Regions from separate parts of the Mus musculus genome. Here all the other regions are linked to region 2. A link is a contact called in public Hi-C, HiChIP or PLAC-seq and promoter capture Hi-C data. All regions are on one chromosome and are shown on one strand. The core of a region is the stretch at or near the end of the contact, and the rest is flanking DNA. Distances in the headings are between cores, read along the strand shown.

What was found. Hi-C and Micro-C count contacts between places; a contact is called where the count stands out from the background. HiChIP or PLAC-seq counts read pairs in DNA pulled down with a chosen protein or histone mark. Capture Hi-C pulls out chosen DNA fragments and counts their contacts.
Region 1: a contact with region 2 is called in a Hi-C map of bone marrow-derived macrophages, with 31 read pairs. The contact joins the enhancer-like site here to the promoter of Specc1 in region 2. A contact is called at or near these places in 2 of 39 promoter capture datasets (the C10 cell line and the SN4741 cell line), 1 of 15 datasets of contacts at CTCF or cohesin (the NIH/3T3 cell line), 10 of 484 Hi-C or Micro-C datasets (the C10 cell line, CD8 T cells, the CH12 cell line and 7 more), 4 of 115 datasets of contacts at active chromatin or transcription factors (embryonic stem cells, fetal liver, forebrain and 1 more) and 2 of 9 other capture datasets (adipose tissue and pancreatic islet).
Region 3: a promoter capture Hi-C map of adipose tissue shows a contact between it and region 2. The contact joins the promoter of Prpsap2 here to the promoter of Specc1 in region 2. A contact is called at or near these places in 2 of 484 Hi-C or Micro-C datasets (the Ba/F3 cell line and pro-B cells) and 1 of 9 other capture datasets (adipose tissue).
Region 4: a contact with region 2 is called in an H3K4me3 HiChIP or PLAC-seq map of stem cell-derived neural progenitor cells, with 24 read pairs. The contact joins the enhancer-like site here to the promoter of Specc1 in region 2. A contact is called at or near these places in 1 of 39 promoter capture datasets (hippocampal neurons), 1 of 15 datasets of contacts at CTCF or cohesin (the NIH/3T3 cell line), 1 of 484 Hi-C or Micro-C datasets (bone marrow-derived macrophages), 3 of 115 datasets of contacts at active chromatin or transcription factors (bone marrow-derived macrophages, embryonic stem cells and stem cell-derived neural progenitor cells) and 3 of 9 other capture datasets (embryonic stem cells, liver and pancreatic islet).

What each region holds. Positions count from the first base shown.
Region 1 is chr11:62,102,103-62,105,925 of GRCm38.p6, reverse strand. The region is part of intron 3 of Specc1 (sperm antigen with calponin homology and coiled-coil domains 1); the gene reads right to left. Among named protein-coding and RNA genes, the nearest start is that of Gm39985, 42 kb to the left of the region's middle. Within about 2 kb of position 2,290, at least 23 of the 459 cell types and tissues checked have an H3K27ac peak or open chromatin away from gene starts, as enhancers often do. A contact at or near this core is called in bone marrow-derived macrophages, where this site is marked.
Region 2 is chr11:61,954,511-61,958,458 of GRCm38.p6, reverse strand. It overlaps Specc1 (sperm antigen with calponin homology and coiled-coil domains 1), which reads right to left and starts at 1,696. Exons shown (of 15, transcript NM_001281818.1): 1 at 1,570-1,696.
Region 3 is chr11:61,759,618-61,763,670 of GRCm38.p6, reverse strand. It overlaps Prpsap2 (phosphoribosyl pyrophosphate synthetase-associated protein 2), which reads left to right and starts at 1,583. Exons shown (of 12, transcript NM_144806.2): 1 at 1,583-1,717.
Region 4 is chr11:62,189,646-62,193,663 of GRCm38.p6, reverse strand. The region is part of intron 12 of Specc1 (sperm antigen with calponin homology and coiled-coil domains 1); the gene reads right to left. Among named protein-coding and RNA genes, the nearest start is that of Gm39985, 45 kb to the right of the region's middle. Within about 2 kb of position 1,398, at least 36 of the 459 cell types and tissues checked have an H3K27ac peak or open chromatin away from gene starts, as enhancers often do. A contact at or near this core is called in pancreatic islet and stem cell-derived neural progenitor cells, where this site is marked.

The DNA.
Region 1 (3,823 bases), core at 1,041-3,540, 150 kb before region 2:
CATGTACTGCTATTCTCAGCTTTTTCAAAAAAATGTTACTAGCATCATCTAACAGATAATAAAACTGAAGATCTAAGAGGTTTCACCATTTGCCAAAGGGTCACATAGTAAATCTTCTGATCCCTAAGAAAATATTAAATCATGTTCGTTTAGAACTAGAAAAAAAGAAATGCGGTAGCCCCATTTTTCATATCAATTCATGTAACTTCTGGTGTTTGCTGAATCCTCATGTTCCAGTCACCAATGAGAACTTTGAGTGAAAGAGAACCCCAGCCCAGGCTCATCCAGAGCTGACCAGCTCACAGTTGGACAAGCCTTCCTCATCTGAAGCTGCAATCTGTCTTCTCTATCATAATACACAGTGGTTCCAGGTTCTTGGTGAAAAAATAAAGAATAAAGAATTCTGCACAAAGAATAGACTGACTGCCTCTTCTGTATAACCTCTGGGTTTACAGGACAGTTTGGTTTCTGGCTGATCCTCCATTCTTCAGTCAAAGCAAAGCATTCCCAAGTCTCCCTAAAAAGGCCTTACAGCACTCAAGGTTAGTTTATACAACAAACTGCCTAGAGATTTTTTAACTTACCAAAAATCACTCCAAAACTACCTAGAACCTTAGAATGCTTCTGATAGAGTTTGAGTTAGAAATCTTTTACAACAGAAACTGTAACTCAAGCTTGCAACAACACAAAGAAAAGGTTTTAGCTGGTACAACTGAGAGTCTAGCACCAGGACAGCTTGAGACTGCTCTCTCTCTCTCTTGCTCTTGCCTACCTCCCTCAGTCATCTTTGTCAGAACACTACCTACCCTCATAGCAGAGATGTGGTTTTAGAAGTACTTGATCCCACGCATCATAACCCATCAAATCCATGGAGCAAAGGTGTCTCCTGAAGTTCTACCAACTCACTCTCTTGGACCTGAGACATTCTTTAAACAATTAATACTGAGGTCAATGTTTCAATGTTACCTACTGAAAGGAGAAAAACCATGAGTTATCCATAGGGCGGCCCTAGGAAGAGAGTGAGGTAGAAGCCAGGAAATCAAACAAGTATTCAAATGAAGTCTGACCAAAACTAAGTCAGTTCTCTATTATAGTACACTAACAGTAATATGGCAGATAGGAAATGGAACACTAGTGTCCCCTAGTCTCCCTTGAGCCATGGGGACCTTTTGCAGATGACTGAAGCCACAGATACTGAACCCCATCTATGCTTCCCCCACCCCACCCCGACCCCAGATCACCATAAACATAAAGTCCTATAATAGAGTTTAATTTGTAAATTATGTATATAAGATACTAACAATAATAAAATAAAACAACTATGACAATACACTGTAATAAAAGTTATGTGAATGTGGTTACTTTTACAAACTCTTATAATATAATAAACAAATTATGATAAAGGGAGATGAAGGATGTAAACACTGAAACAGCACTGGGCTGCTAGATAAGGGTTATGTCAACACCCTCAGAAGTCTAAAATCAATCTGACAATCAAGATGTACACTAAGTGACTAATGGGAGGATAGGTTGAGCAGCATGGCTAATGGGATGATTAACATCCAGGCTCAATAAAGTAAGATAATGGGAAATACCACGGTGAGCAACTAAAACTTATGGGTTTTTTCTGTGACTTTCAAGAGTATTTTTGGACCAAAATTGGCCATAAATAGTTGATTAAAAGCATGGAAAGCAAAATCAGATATAAGGGGGTTGAGTCTACTATACACTAACCCAATTGAAAAGAAATACAGGACTTTAGACTCTAGCAGACACTATTAAGCAACAACTGAAAAGGAAAATTATATAATCTATTTAGGATATAACAAAACAATTAGAAGACATTATTAAATAGAGGCAGAGCAGGATACTAACCACAGTAGAACTATGGTTAGGCCAGCATTTCTGGGTGCAATGAACAGCTTGAGAGGGGTGTCTCTGAAGGTTCTTCACTATCAGTGGGATGGTCTCACCATGACTGCATTGCTAAACCTACATGTCTCATTTATTACCACTGTTAGAGGACAAATGTCCATACATTCACAGCTTGACAGATCTACCTTATGCTATCATAATTTTAATTTGGGGAGACCTTGTTTAGCCAGCCCATGTGACTCCAGTCTGAAGTTGACTGGCTTGTGGTCATCTGGAGCTGTGGCTGAGCTGGACATCCTGCCTGCCTCACAAATATGGGTAGTGTCAGATGGAGCTCAGCTGAGCTGTCCTAGTGACCTCTCCAATACGGTTGTCTCTCAGGAACTAAGTTCCTTAAAGAATGGCTCAGAGCTCCTGCAAACAGGAAGCTGCATAGCCTCTCACAACCAGTCTCAGCAGCCACACTTATCACTTCTGCCCTATCGGTCTAACTCAGACAGTCTTAGACCTGCCAGATTCCAGACGCACACCCTCCATGGAAGAAGTGGTGAAGTCACACTACAGAAAAGCATATGGAGTAGAAGACAGAATTATGGTTGGGTCTGGAAATAATCTGTCATATTTTAGTGGACATTTATTTTGCCTCTATTTCCTAGAATGATGTCTGAATCACTAAACATGGAAGCAGACGTAAGTAAGTTCTATAGGCAGCTGGACGGTTTCAAAGATGCAGTAAGAACTGCCTTTAAGTTCCCTCCTGGGAAATGAAGGAGCAGCAATGTTCTGCATTCTACAGCTAGCTGGGACCTTTTTACTCCAGTGCCACAGAGGCAGAGGAATGACGAAGACACATTATGTGTTTCACTTCATTTTTCAAAATTAAGCTCTCAGAGTAATGACAATGTTTAGGACTTTTCTATTGAAAGAATACAACTAAAGACTTTCTCTCCAACCTCCGACTTACTAATGTTTCAAAATTTAAGAAAAACACAAATGCAACTTTCTCATGTAAAATCTATAGTGGAACAAATACATTTACAAACATTCGCCCATTCAGAACTCTTTGCAGCCAGGCTCGGTGGCATATGCTAGTAGATCCAGCTACTTTGGAGGCTGAGGCAAAAAGTTCACTTGAGCCCAGGAATTTGAGAACAAATGCCTTCAACCATCAAGCAACCAATAACAATAGCTACTGTTTTTACATGTTTACCAAGGGGAAACTGATGCAAACTTAGGTCAGATAACATATCCAAAGTTACACACTTTGATAGGATTCAAACCCAGAAAATGTAGGATTCAAAGGTTATGTATTTTTCAATCTTTGAAGAAAAAAAAAAAAAAGGGACAGGGTCTTATGTAGCCCAGGCTAGGCCCAAATTTGATCTTCTACCTGGTTACTAATAACCAGTGCTACCATGCCCAGCTCCTAAATTCGTACTCTTTTTTGTGTGTGTGGTTTTTCGAGACAGGGTTTCTCTAGCCCTGGCTGTCCTGGAACTCACTTTGTAGACCAGGCTGGCCTCGAACTCAGAAATCCTCCCGCCTCTGCCTCCCAAGTGCTGGGATTAAAGGAGTGCGCCACCACGCCCGGCCCTAAATTCGTACTCTTAATCACTAAATTCCTCACCTCCTTACATACTAAAATAATAGCTCTTTCTTTTTTTTTTTATTACGTATTTTCCTCAATTACATTTCCAATGCTATCCCAAAAGTCCCCCATACCCTCCCCTCTACTTCCCTACCCACCCATTCCTATTTTTTTTTTTTTTTTTTTTTTTTTGCCCTGGCGTTCCCCTGTACTGGGGCATAATAAGTTTGTGTGTCCAATGGGCCTCTCTTTCCAGTGATGGCCGACTAGGCCATCTTTTGATACATATGCAGCTAGAGTCAAGAGCTCTGGGGTACTGGTTAGTTTATGTTGTTCCACCTATAGGGTTGCAGATCCCTT
Region 2 (3,948 bases), core at 447-2,946:
AGTCATGAGCCACTATACATAGCTCCAAAATAATTCATTTTCAAGCATTACAGGATTTTAGTGAGAAAATCCAGCAAAATAATGTGCTGGGGATTTTCAAGAAGGAAACCTACATGGTCCTATCAATGCATGTTGTACAAAAGCAGTGGGGGTGGGTGGGTGGGAACCCAGCCTTCCCTGACTTTTAACGTCTAAGAAATCAGGTATGAATAAAAATACATTTAACACAACAAAGTCCAGTTACAGAAAAGACAGGGGAACATTTCCCTAAAACCAAACACGACAAAAATGTCCCACGGTGCTTCTTAACAAACAATAAAATTATCTACCCAGCACATCCACAAATCAGCTTAAAAACTAAAACTGATGCGGGCTTCAGAAGGGGCCGCGGAGTTAGCTCTAAAACTGCTTTCTTTGGCCAAGTGTGGTGGCTCACTCCTGAAATTCCCAATGGAAGGAGGAGGGTCCAGCCTGGGCCACATAGCACTTCCAGGCCAGCCAGAACTACCTAGGGAGACACTATCTGGAACACAAACTAAAGGACTGCGAATGTGGTGGCTCGTCAGAGATAGTTAGCAAGACCCTGTCTCAAAATAATCAATAAGCAAACTTGATGGCTTTGAGTTAATCATGCAAAGCTATTTTCCTTAGACTAAGGTATTAGGATTGACAACCCTCGGTCTCCACCCTCCAACTCCGTCTTAAACGTTGAAATAACATCGTGTTTGAAACTGGATAACCAAATCGTATGAAACCAAAAACTGATCAAAAGGGTTCGGTCGTGACTTCACTCAAAAACACTTTATCTCTCGCCTCCAGCCACCGCAGTTACTAATGGATACCCATGTCAACCAGTTCGACATAATTCATCCGATAGAGGGCAAGGAAGAGCACCTTCAATGGGATTTTTTTTTCCCCCAAAGCGTATACTGCTTATTATATAAACTTGCGCGCTGGCGTATTGGAGCTCCCACAAAATCAAACTAAGATATTCAGAGTCAAACTTGTTTTTTTGTTTTTTGGTTGTTGTTGTTTTTTTTAAGCACATAAAACTAATTTTGTTCCAAGGGCATTAAGGAAAAGAGATCGGCACTGTTGCGCTCACGCTAGCCTGCGCACCGCGGGGACACGCACCAGCATCCGCACAGTTCCCCGCGCTCCTAGGCGTCCTGGAAACCCTCAGCCCAAGCTCTAGGCGACCACCTGGGCAGGACAGGGATGCAGCGGCTTTGTGGACAAACACTCAGCGGCACTCCAGTCCCGCCGAAGCGCACGCACCTGTCCCGGGGGCTGGGGCTCCCCAGGGCCACAGCCGGCCGAGCCACCTGGTCCCCGTGCCAGGCTGCTGCGCCAAACCCGCGGCCGGAGGGGAGGGCCGGCCACCTGCGGTCCCCACCTGCAGCGCGGTCCCTGCGCTGCCCGCCGCCTGGGTATCCAGGACCGCAGCGCGTCTTTCCAGAAGGGCACCCCACGTCCCCGAGCCAGGACTCCTGCACCCCGTCTTGTTCGCCAGACTTGAGAAAAGGCAGCTGAGAAACAGAGGACCGAGCATCCCGTACCCCAACTCACCTGCCGTGGTTCTCTCGCACCGGACTCCCGCGCCGCTGCAGCCCGCAGCTACCGCGGCTTTCCTAGCTCACGGATGCTCTGGGGAAGGTCCTGGCGATCCCGCTGGCGCCTTCCCGATGGCCACGTCCAGGGGGCGCCCGCGCGCCAGTGCGGGGCTTTCTGGGAGATGTAGTCCAGACCCTCCGTTCTCATCTAGCGGTTTCTTTCCGGAAGTTTTCCTTGTGTTCTCATCGACTCAACCTCCATTGATGGGTAGTCGTTGATGGAGCATCTCACTGGGGAAGAAAGAGGGTCCCCCTCGGCACTTTAGACTATTGTTTTTTTATGGGGGGGGGGGGGGGGTCAAGATAGGGTTTCTCCATGTAGTTCTGTCTGTCCTGTCCTGGAACTCACTTTATAGACCAGGTTAGCCTGGAATTCAGAGAGATACACCTGCTTCTGCCTTCTGAGTTCTGGGATTAAAGGCCCACCACCACCCGGTCTCTCTCTCTCTCTCTCTCTCTCTCTCTCTCTCTCTCTCTCTCTCTCCCTCCCTCCCTCCGTCCCTCCCTCCATTCCTCCCTCTCTCTCTCCTTGTCCACTCTCCTCTCTCCTTCTCTCCTTTCCTCTCTTCCTCCTCCCTCTTCCCCCTACCCACCGATACAGGGTTTCTCAGTGTAGCCCTGGCTGTCCTGGAACTCTCTCTGCAGACCAAGCTGGCCTCGAACTCACAGGGATCCTCCTGCCTCTGCCTCCCAAGTGCTGGGATTAAAAGCAAGTGTCACCATTGCCTGGCCTTCCTCCCTCACTGTTCCATGTGTGTCCAGGTGTACAAACTATGTACTTGATGACCTTCCACGAGGATCGGAAGACCCGTCTTAGATCAAGGGTATTCAAGTAGCTGAGGTAGAGTCTCCAAACAAGCTCTCAGTCCATTGTTCTTAAAGTGAGGATTTCAGACCAATGCCCTCAACATTGTACGGGAGCTTGCTTAAAGTACAAGAATCTACACCCTACAGAGAATATTAGGTTTTGGTTTGGGTCATCTTTTGTGGTGCTGGGGATGAAAACCAGAGCCCCATATGTGCTAAATAAGGGTCCACCAGGGAGCTACACTCATGCACTATTTAGTTTTACTAGATTCAAAAGAGAAAAACACCCTCTGTAAAGGTGGGATCCAGAAATTTGTACTTTTACATATAAATTCTTGACATAATTTTGAAATAGATTCAAGTTTGAGAACTTGTCTAGGTTTCCCTTGTTCCCCTCAAATAACTCCATGACTCATTTGACATTGATTATCTACACACACACACACACACACACACACACACACACACACACACGCTTCTGTGGATACACTGCAGGGACCGTTTATGTTCCAGCTTAGACCTCTCCCTCACTTTAGCCCTCATTCCCCAACATCTCTAGGACACCTCTGAGGCCCTGGAATTGAACAAGGTCAAGACCGAGTTCAGGGTTGTCCTTTCTCTCAGCCTGGTTCTCCCTCCCCTGGGGGTGAACGCTTTGTCCAGAGACTAAAGAACATGTTCTGTATTTATTAACATAAAAGTCACCTACGACTATTAAATATGCATGAACAGAATGGCAGGACCATGAGTCATGCTTGAGGTAGTGAGAGTGAAACACAGACAATTCTTTCTAGATGAGGTGGGGAGGGGAAGAGACGCCCGGGTAGTAGAGGTGGAAAGGCTGTTGAAGGAGGGTTTGGGTGTTGGGCTGGCCTTTGTTGGTGTTTTGCTTTGCTTTCGTGGTGGAAGAAACTTCAGCATGTTAAATATTTATGGAAAGAATACCACTGAAGGGCAGTCAGGAAAAGTTAACTCTGCATGACTGCTCAGCAGACTGTGCATGTATAAAAGGGAAAGGATGGGAATCCTGGCCAGGATGGAAGCAGCCCCCACCCCACCCCACCCAGCCCCGCCCAGCTCCACCCCACCCCACACTGTAAGATGAGAGAAGTATAAAAGAAGGGAAATGAAGGTTTCCTTTAGTAGAGGGAAGAAAGTCAAAAGGGTTTTCTCTGGAAAAGAAGAGAGGATGAGATTCATGAGAGTGAGCAGGAGGCCGTGTGTGTGTGTGTGTGTGTGTGTGTGTGTGTGTGTGTGTGTGTGTGTGCGTGCACACGTGTGTATCAATCCAGAATGATAACCTGGAGTATTGATTGTTGCCATCAGGCAGCATCAGGCAGTGAGACTGTTGGATTCTCTGACTGGATGACTATGTCCCTGTTCAGATGTTGCAGCACAATCCCCAGTGTTGTTCAATGTTCCCAGGTGGAGCCTTTAGAGAATAATGAGGCAGAGACTTCAGGAAATGGACTAATATCCTCAAAAACAGAGTTCTCTTGTACATCTCCCCGTGTGAGGATGTAGAAAG
Region 3 (4,053 bases), core at 334-2,833, 190 kb after region 2:
CAGGACAGTCAGGGCTATACAGAGAAACCCTGTCTTGAAAAACCAAAAAAAAAAAAAAAAAAAAAAGAAATGGCTGTTCCAGAGGGCCAAAATTAATCCAAGAAAAGGTAAACTAGCCTCTGAACCTGCAACATCCCAATCTCCCCCACAGTACTGAAATTGTCATCAGTCAGCCAGACACAGCTTCTTTTCAGTTTTCGTGCATACTTCCCATGAATTCTAGCTACCCACAAGCCCTCCTATGAATTCTAACCATCCTCAGCCTTCTGATAATTAATTCTAGCCACCTGTGCATCCTCCCATAAATGTCTGCTTGTCTCACTTGTGAACTGGAAGTGCAGTGGATGAGAGCCTTTAAGTATACACATGGAGCAAGGCACTGCAGGTGGTGCCTATCTATTGCTTTGTCACTGGCATCTGAGTACCCACAGCAATTAAATAGAGATAAGTCTTACCCCATTTCTGAAAGTTACTGTTAATATATATTAATATAAAATATAGATAATAATAAATAATGCCTTGATACCTGGCATGCACTATATGTTTGTTATGTTATAAATAGGGATCACTGGGGGCTGGTGAGATGGCTCAGTGGGTAAGAGCACCCGACTGCTCTTCCAAAGGTCCAGAGTTCAAATCCCAGCAACCACATGGTGGCTCATAACCATCTGTAATGAGATCTGACTCCCTCTTCTGGAGTGTCTGAAGACAGCTACAGTGTATTTACTGTATAATAAATAAATAAATATTTAAAAAAAAAAGAAAGAGAGGAAGGGCCAAGTAGCCCCTTAAAAAATAGGGATCACCATATTTCAAGGTATAAAGAATTCAGCAATGATATATCAACAGCAACCAATTTGCTAGGAATGATGGCCACCCTTTTAATCCTAACACTCAGGAGGCAGAGACAGATGGATCTCTGTGAGTTCCAGGTCACCCAGAGCTACAATTTTTTAAAAAACTAACTTTTAGAATGTTTAATTATTTGTATATGTTTATGTTTATATGAGTGCAGGTGGCTGAGGAGGCCAGAGACATCAGGGAGACTTGGAGCTAGAATTACAGGCAGTTGTGAACTGCCTGACATTGGTTCTGGGAACCAAACTCAGCTTCTCTGGAAAAGCAGTATATACTCTTAACCACTGAAAAGAAGGAAGGGACAACAAAGCGAATAATTATGAATGATAACTGCTCATCGACTGTATGCTAAGAACCATGCCAAGAGGTTCGCAGATTTCTCACTCACTCCTCCCAACCCCAGGAGATGGGGGTACTGCTGTCATCTCTTTTTCAGAAGAACTCAGGTCAAAGAGGTGACTTGCTCAGTCTTGCAGGACAGTAAAGACTTGAACCCAGTCAGAACCTATGAATTTTAACCACACTTCCAACCACGCCCACTCTAATTCTCCCCCACTTTCCTCGAGTCTGACCACGCCCACACAACATCCTCCCGCCCACTCTGGCGGCCACGCCCACAGCATCAAATGCATTGCCTTCTACCCCACTTTCTGCCCCGCCCCTCTTCCTCCAGACCACGCCCCTCGACGGCCTCGCCCACTCTAGTCAGTTGCCCTCAGGCCCCGCCCCTGGCCTCGCAGTCTCGAAAGACTTTCTCGCGCTTAGAGTCGCCATTTTGCTGTAAGACGCCGTGCGGAGCTCTGTGCTCTCTTCCTTCGGCAGCCGAGGCTGCGGCGGGCCGGGCTGGGGTCGGGACCAGGTAGGCGGGCGGGAGCCTCGGCGGGCGGACGGCGGGCCCCGCGAGCTCGCGCGGTGCCGGGCGGGAGCCATGGCCCTTGTTGCTCCGGGGCGAGCCCGGGGCCCCGTGTTCGGCTCCACCAGCCTTAGTGGATGATTGGGCTCCAATCAGACGTAGGAGGAGCGGCATAAGATACTCTGCAGAAAAATCTCTTCCTCAATCTGTTACATTATTGATAAGGATTTATTTTTCTTATATCGATATTGGCAGAGTTTGGGTGTTTAGCTTTTGTGAGGGATACGAAAATACTGAACCGAGCTTTGAGGCCTGAGGAAGTGTGAGTTCTAATGTTTTATGTTTTTTTTTTTTCTTTTTTTTTTTTTTTCTTGCGGTTCTGGAGTCGAATGCAAGGTGAAGCAATGCAAGCGGCCTGCCATTGACCCATCTCATGCCCTAGTGCTTAACAATTTAAATGCACAAATAAAAATAAAATAGGTGCGTGCCCCTAAGCCCCACTATAGGAAACCTTTCTTGTCTTTTAACTGCTGTAGTTTGTATCATTATTATCCAATTTTTGCAGAGATATGCACATTATATTCATTAGCTACTCTGTGGTTTAACATAGAACCAGTGTTTCTGTTCTTAAATAATCTTGCAGTTTGTGGGGCTTGATGGCACACCCCTTAATCTCAGAGACTGGTGAAAGGATCTTGAGGGCTCATGGTCCACAGAGCGAGTTCCTGGCAAACAGGGCTACAAAGTTGTTGGGGGTTTTTTGTTTGTTTGTTTGTTTGTTTGTTTTGTTTTGTTTTTAAATTGTACTTTCTATCATTGACAATATAGCTCTATACTTGGGATAAGCTCCAAGAATTGACAACACCAAAACATAGTTCTGTGCTCTTTCTTTGGCATTTAGTATGTATCTTTTTTTCTGATAAGGTATGTTTGCAATAGACATTTCAAAATCTGGGTATTTGATTCTATTGCCTGTAGTTCATCAGGTTGCCAAGTCATGCTCTGTATGACTGAGAGTCGCAACCTATTGTTGTATGCAGGGAACTGTATTGCATATCAGACTGCTACCCCACTCTGTCCTTCAGGGGCCACTGTTATGAGGAAGAGGTTACCTCGTATGACTTCGTTAAAGTCTGGGAAGTAATGTCAAACCTGTTTTCCTATTAAAACTGCTTCCCCAGGTGTGGGGGCTGGAGAACTGGCTGGTTAAGAATACTAGTTGTTCAAGACTGAGTCAGTTCCAGCACCCACCCACGTGACAGCCTACAACCACCTCTAATGCTAGACCCACCCAATCTGACACCCTCTGCTGGTCTCCAAGAGTACCAGGCACACGCGGTGTGCAGAGAAAACACCCATACACATTAAATGAATAAAAGTTACTTCTCCAAATTTAAAATAGTTTTAGATTTATTTCCTGCTTCTCCCAAGTTGTCACAAAAACAAAACAAAAAATCAAAACTCTCAGAACAGCATTAGCCATAAGAAAGCAAAATGCCAGTAACCACAGAATATGGAAGAGTAATGTGGTTTTATCTCTGCCCTGCAGTTTCTCAATTATTTTACTTTATTTTATTTTGGAGACGGAGGTTTCTCTGTGTAACAGCCCTGGCTATCTTGGAACTCTTTGTAGACCAGGCTGGCCTCAAATTCAGAGATTTGCCTACCTCTGCCTCCCAACCTCTGGGATTAAAGGTGTATGCCACCATGGCCAGGCCTCAACTTTTATTTTCTCCTTTTTATCTATTTATTCTTAATTAATTAACTAATTATTTGTATATTTATTGGTTTCTCAAGACAGGGTTTCTCTACGTAAACCTGGCTGTCCTGGAATTTGCTCTGTAGAACTGGCTGGCCTCCAACTTAGAAATCTACCTGCCTCTGCCTCCCAAGTGGTAGGATTAAAGGTGCCGACACCACCTGCCTGTGCTTTTTATTGTGTTGGTGATTAAACCCAGGCCTGCAGCACAAAGCACCTAATTTTCCACTAAAGTACACTTCTAATCCATTTCTGCAAGTCCGGCTTTTTTTCCCATGCTGGGGTTGGAACCCAGGCCCTGTGCATGATGGGCAAATGCTCTACCTACCATTGAAGCAGATTTTCCAGGAGTGAGTTAATGAAAGTAACTCCTGGATCCTCTTTGCTAAGGAATGATTTTCTTTTTTTCTTTTCTTTTTTTTTTTTTTTTTAAGATTTATTATTATATATAAGTACACTGTAGCTGTCTTCAGACACACCAGAAGAGGGAGTCAGATCTCATTACGGATGGTTGTGAGCCACCATGTGGTTGCTGGGATTTGAACTCAGGACCTTCAGAAGAGCAGTCAGTGCTCTTAACCGC
Region 4 (4,018 bases), core at 149-2,648, 240 kb before region 2:
ATAGAGAATTGTTCTCAGTGAAACAAAAATGGGAGAAAATGAACAAGGACCATACACAAGAGGCTAACACCCTAACTTTGCTGAACAGTGAAGGCTGTCCCTGGAGCATCTGAGTGTGTCCATAGTTCCACAAGGTGAATGCAGGCAAGACTCTTAACACAGTGGGACAGAAAGCAAAGCAAAACCCTATCACCCAGCCCATGAGCTCCAAGAAAATTACTTGCTTTGTGTTGCCTAGAAACAGTAACATCTGGTGGAAACATTAGCCACAGGGGAAAGAAGCTACAGAACTTCATTGAAATGCACCCTGAGCTCAATTCCACTGAGGACACAGCTGGGTCTAGCTATGACCTTTTCTCCCACCACTCCATCTTCTCGGAGGAGCCCGAAGCTTCTCCTGTTGACTCCTTTGTAGGGACTATGTGTTCCATTAAGTGCTGAAGCTGAAAAACAGATCAAAAGAGCAGAGCAGAGCTTCTGGGAAAGAGGCAGGAGGCAGATTAGAACGCACTGTACATTCTTCAGGAGCCAGACACAGTGATCTACATGTCCTGACTCCTGGGATGTCCCAGGCAGATAGGACTTCACTGTTACAACCCCGATATTGGACTGTGTTATTTCATTTTGGGGTTTGTAAAAGTGGCAATTTACAGATGTAGAGAATAAAATTTGTTCATTCCTGTTGGGTGGTAATGGCATACACCTCTAATCCTAGTATTCAGGATGAAGAGGCAGGCAAAGCTCTGTGAGTTCGAGGCCATCCTGATCTACACAGAAAGCTCCAGGACAGCCAGGGCTGTTACATGGCCTGACTCAAAAAATAAATAAAGCCAGGCGTGGTGGCGCACGCCTTTAATCCCAGAGCTCGGGAGGCAGAGGCAGGTGGATTTCTGAGTTCAAGGCCAGCCTAGTCTACAAAGTGAGTTCCAGGACAGCCAGGGCTATCCAGAGAAACCTTGTCTCGAAAAACCAAAAATAAAATAAAATAAAATAATAAAAAACTTGTTCATTCCTCCCTGAGACTGAGCATATAGAATAACAGTTTAGGGAGGAGTTTAGTTTGAAGGTGTACAAAGATGGTGTAAGCACAAATAGTCGGGTTCTGGTGAAGCAGAAAGAAATACAGCTTGCATTGTCTGCCCTGCATTTGTGTCAGCAAGCCAGGCCTTGCCTCTGAGAAATGTATGCACTCATTCAACTCTAGCTTCTCTTCTTAAATCTCGGGTTATCTGGAGAAGCCAGAGTGACCCTGTCCTGCACATCTGTGGCATAGCCCTCCATCATGGACCACAGACATCTGTAAGCAGGCTGTGGGGTTTCCTCTCTGCACAGCTCTCTCCTTCTGGCTGGTCTCTCCCATACAACGAGCTGCTCAGCTGCCCACTCTGACTCTTTCCCTTCTGCCACTGTTATGTTTGGCTCCCATGCCAGCTCTCAAAGCTACACAGTGTAGAAACTGGCCAGGCAGACAGGACTGTCTTGTTCTCTTGTTGCTTAGCAGCAAGCTGTCAGTGGATATTTTTAAGAAAAAAGATTTTCAACATGTTAGAAGAAAACCAATAGCTCCATAATCTCAGAGAAGCAAACCATTACAATTGCGAAACTGAGCAGGCAGTGGTGGTATATGCCCTTAATCCAAGCACTCAGGAGGCAGAGGCAGGCGATTTCTGTGAGTTCAAGGCCAGCCTGGTCTACTGAGTAAGTTCCACCCAGGGCTACACAGAGAAACCTTGTCTTGAAACAACAACAACAACAACAACAACAGAACAACAGAACAACAAATAAACAAGAAAAGCACAAAACTGAAATGTATAAAAGGCCTGAGAAGTCTGAATCTATAATTTTCTGTATGACAAAAATTAAAAACAATATATGCAGCAAATGAGTAACGACTAGAATATATCCTGATAGGATAGGTCGAGTCAAAAATGGCAGAATGAACCAGTGACACACCAAAGAGACACTGCTGCCTAAAACACAGGAGGTGATGTTCAGTCTCATGAGGGATGAAGATGCCTCTTCTCAATCATGGGTACAATTTAGAAGCCCAGTGTCACTTTCTTTGGATCTTAAGTAATCGATTTGCATATGCAGAAAGTGACTGCTGGGACTTCCCTGGCAGGTAATAAATAATTTTTAAGTTTCTACCCAGGACTCTTGGAAATCTCTGTCTGGACCTCCAAGATGTGGGAAACTATGGAAGAGCCCAGCACACTGGAACTGTCCCAGTCTCTGGTCATGTGAGGTTCCAGACATTGGGAAGCAAAGAATTCAAGTCTAAATTGTGGGTTTGCTGGGGAAAAAAAAAGATCAATTGATGCCCAGGATCATAGGTTCAGAGGTGAAGAGGACACATCATCTGGCCCAACACCAGGAGTAACTGGGAGCAGCAGGACCCAGGAACTCAGCCCAATCAGTGGCAAGGGTTCCTTCCTGTCTGGGACGGTGCCTTGAGCAGACCTTGAACGTGAACTCCACAGCCAGTTCCACAACATCCAGAGGAAGATCCACATCCAGGCCCTCTAACATGCCCAGGACCACAGGATCCCAGGATCTTAATCACACCATGATCTCAGGAGCTCTGACACACCCAGAATCTCAAGATCACAGGATCCCAGAATCACAGGATCCCAGAGACAGCCGAACTCTGAGGAGTTCTGACACAACCAGGATCACAGGAAGGACAGGCTCCAGTCAGACATAGTGAGGGCAGGTAGCACTAGAGATAATCAGATGGTAAGAGGCAAGCTGAAGAACATAAGCAACAGAAACCAAGGTTACTTGGCATCATCAGAACCCAATTCTCCCACCATAGCAAGTCCAGCCCTACAAAGGATAATAAGTGGAAAACACCAACACCAGGAGGGAAACTACACCCTAGAAAAAGCAAGAAAGTAATCTTCTTTCAAGGAACCCAAAAGAAGATGACCACACAAACACAATTCCACCTCTAGCAACAAAAATGACAGGAAGTAACAATCACTTTTCCTTAATATCACTTGACATCAATGGATTCAATTCCCCAATAAAAAGACATATAGGCTAACAGACTGGATATGTAAACAGGACCCAGCATTTTGCTGCATACAGGAAACACATCTCAGTGACAAAGGCAGACACTACCTCAGAGTAAAAGGTTGGAAAACAATTTTCCAAGCAAATGGTCCCAAGAAACAAGCTGGAATAGCCATTCTAATATTGAATAAAATCAACTTTCAACCAAAAGTTATCAAAAAATATAAGGAAGGACACTTCATACTGGTCAAAGGAAAAATCTACCAAGATGCACTCTCAATTCTGAACATCTATGCTCCAAACATTAGGGCACCCACATTCATAAAAGAAACTTTACTAAATCTCAAAGCACACATTGCACCTCACACAATAATAGTGGGAGACTTCAACACCCCACTCTCAGCCATGGATAGATCATGGAAATAGAAAGTAAACAGAGACACAGTGAAACTAATACAAGTTATGAACCAATGGATCTAGCAGATATTTACAGAACATTTCATACTAAAGCAAAAGATTATACCTTCTTCTTAGCACCTCACTGTACCTTCTCCAAAACTGACAATATAATCAATCATAAAACAGGCCTCAACAGATACAGCAAGCCTGAAATAATCCCATGCATCATACCAGATCACCACGGACTAAGGCTGGTCTTAAATACCAATGAAAACAACGGAAAGCACACATACACATGGAAGCTGAACAACGCTCTATTCAATGATAACTTGGTCAAGGAAAATTAAAGGCTTTTTAGAATTTAATGAAAATAAAGACATATCATACCAAAACTTATGGAACTCAATGAAAGCAGTGTTAATAGGAAAACTCATAGCTCTAAGTGCCTCCAAAAAGAAACAGAAGAGAGCTTACACTAGCAGCTTGACAGCACACCTGAAAGCTTTAAAACAAAAAGAAGCAAATTCACCAAGAGGAGTAGACCACAGGAAATAATCAAACTCAGGCCTGAAATCAACCAAACAGAAACAAAAAGAACTATGCA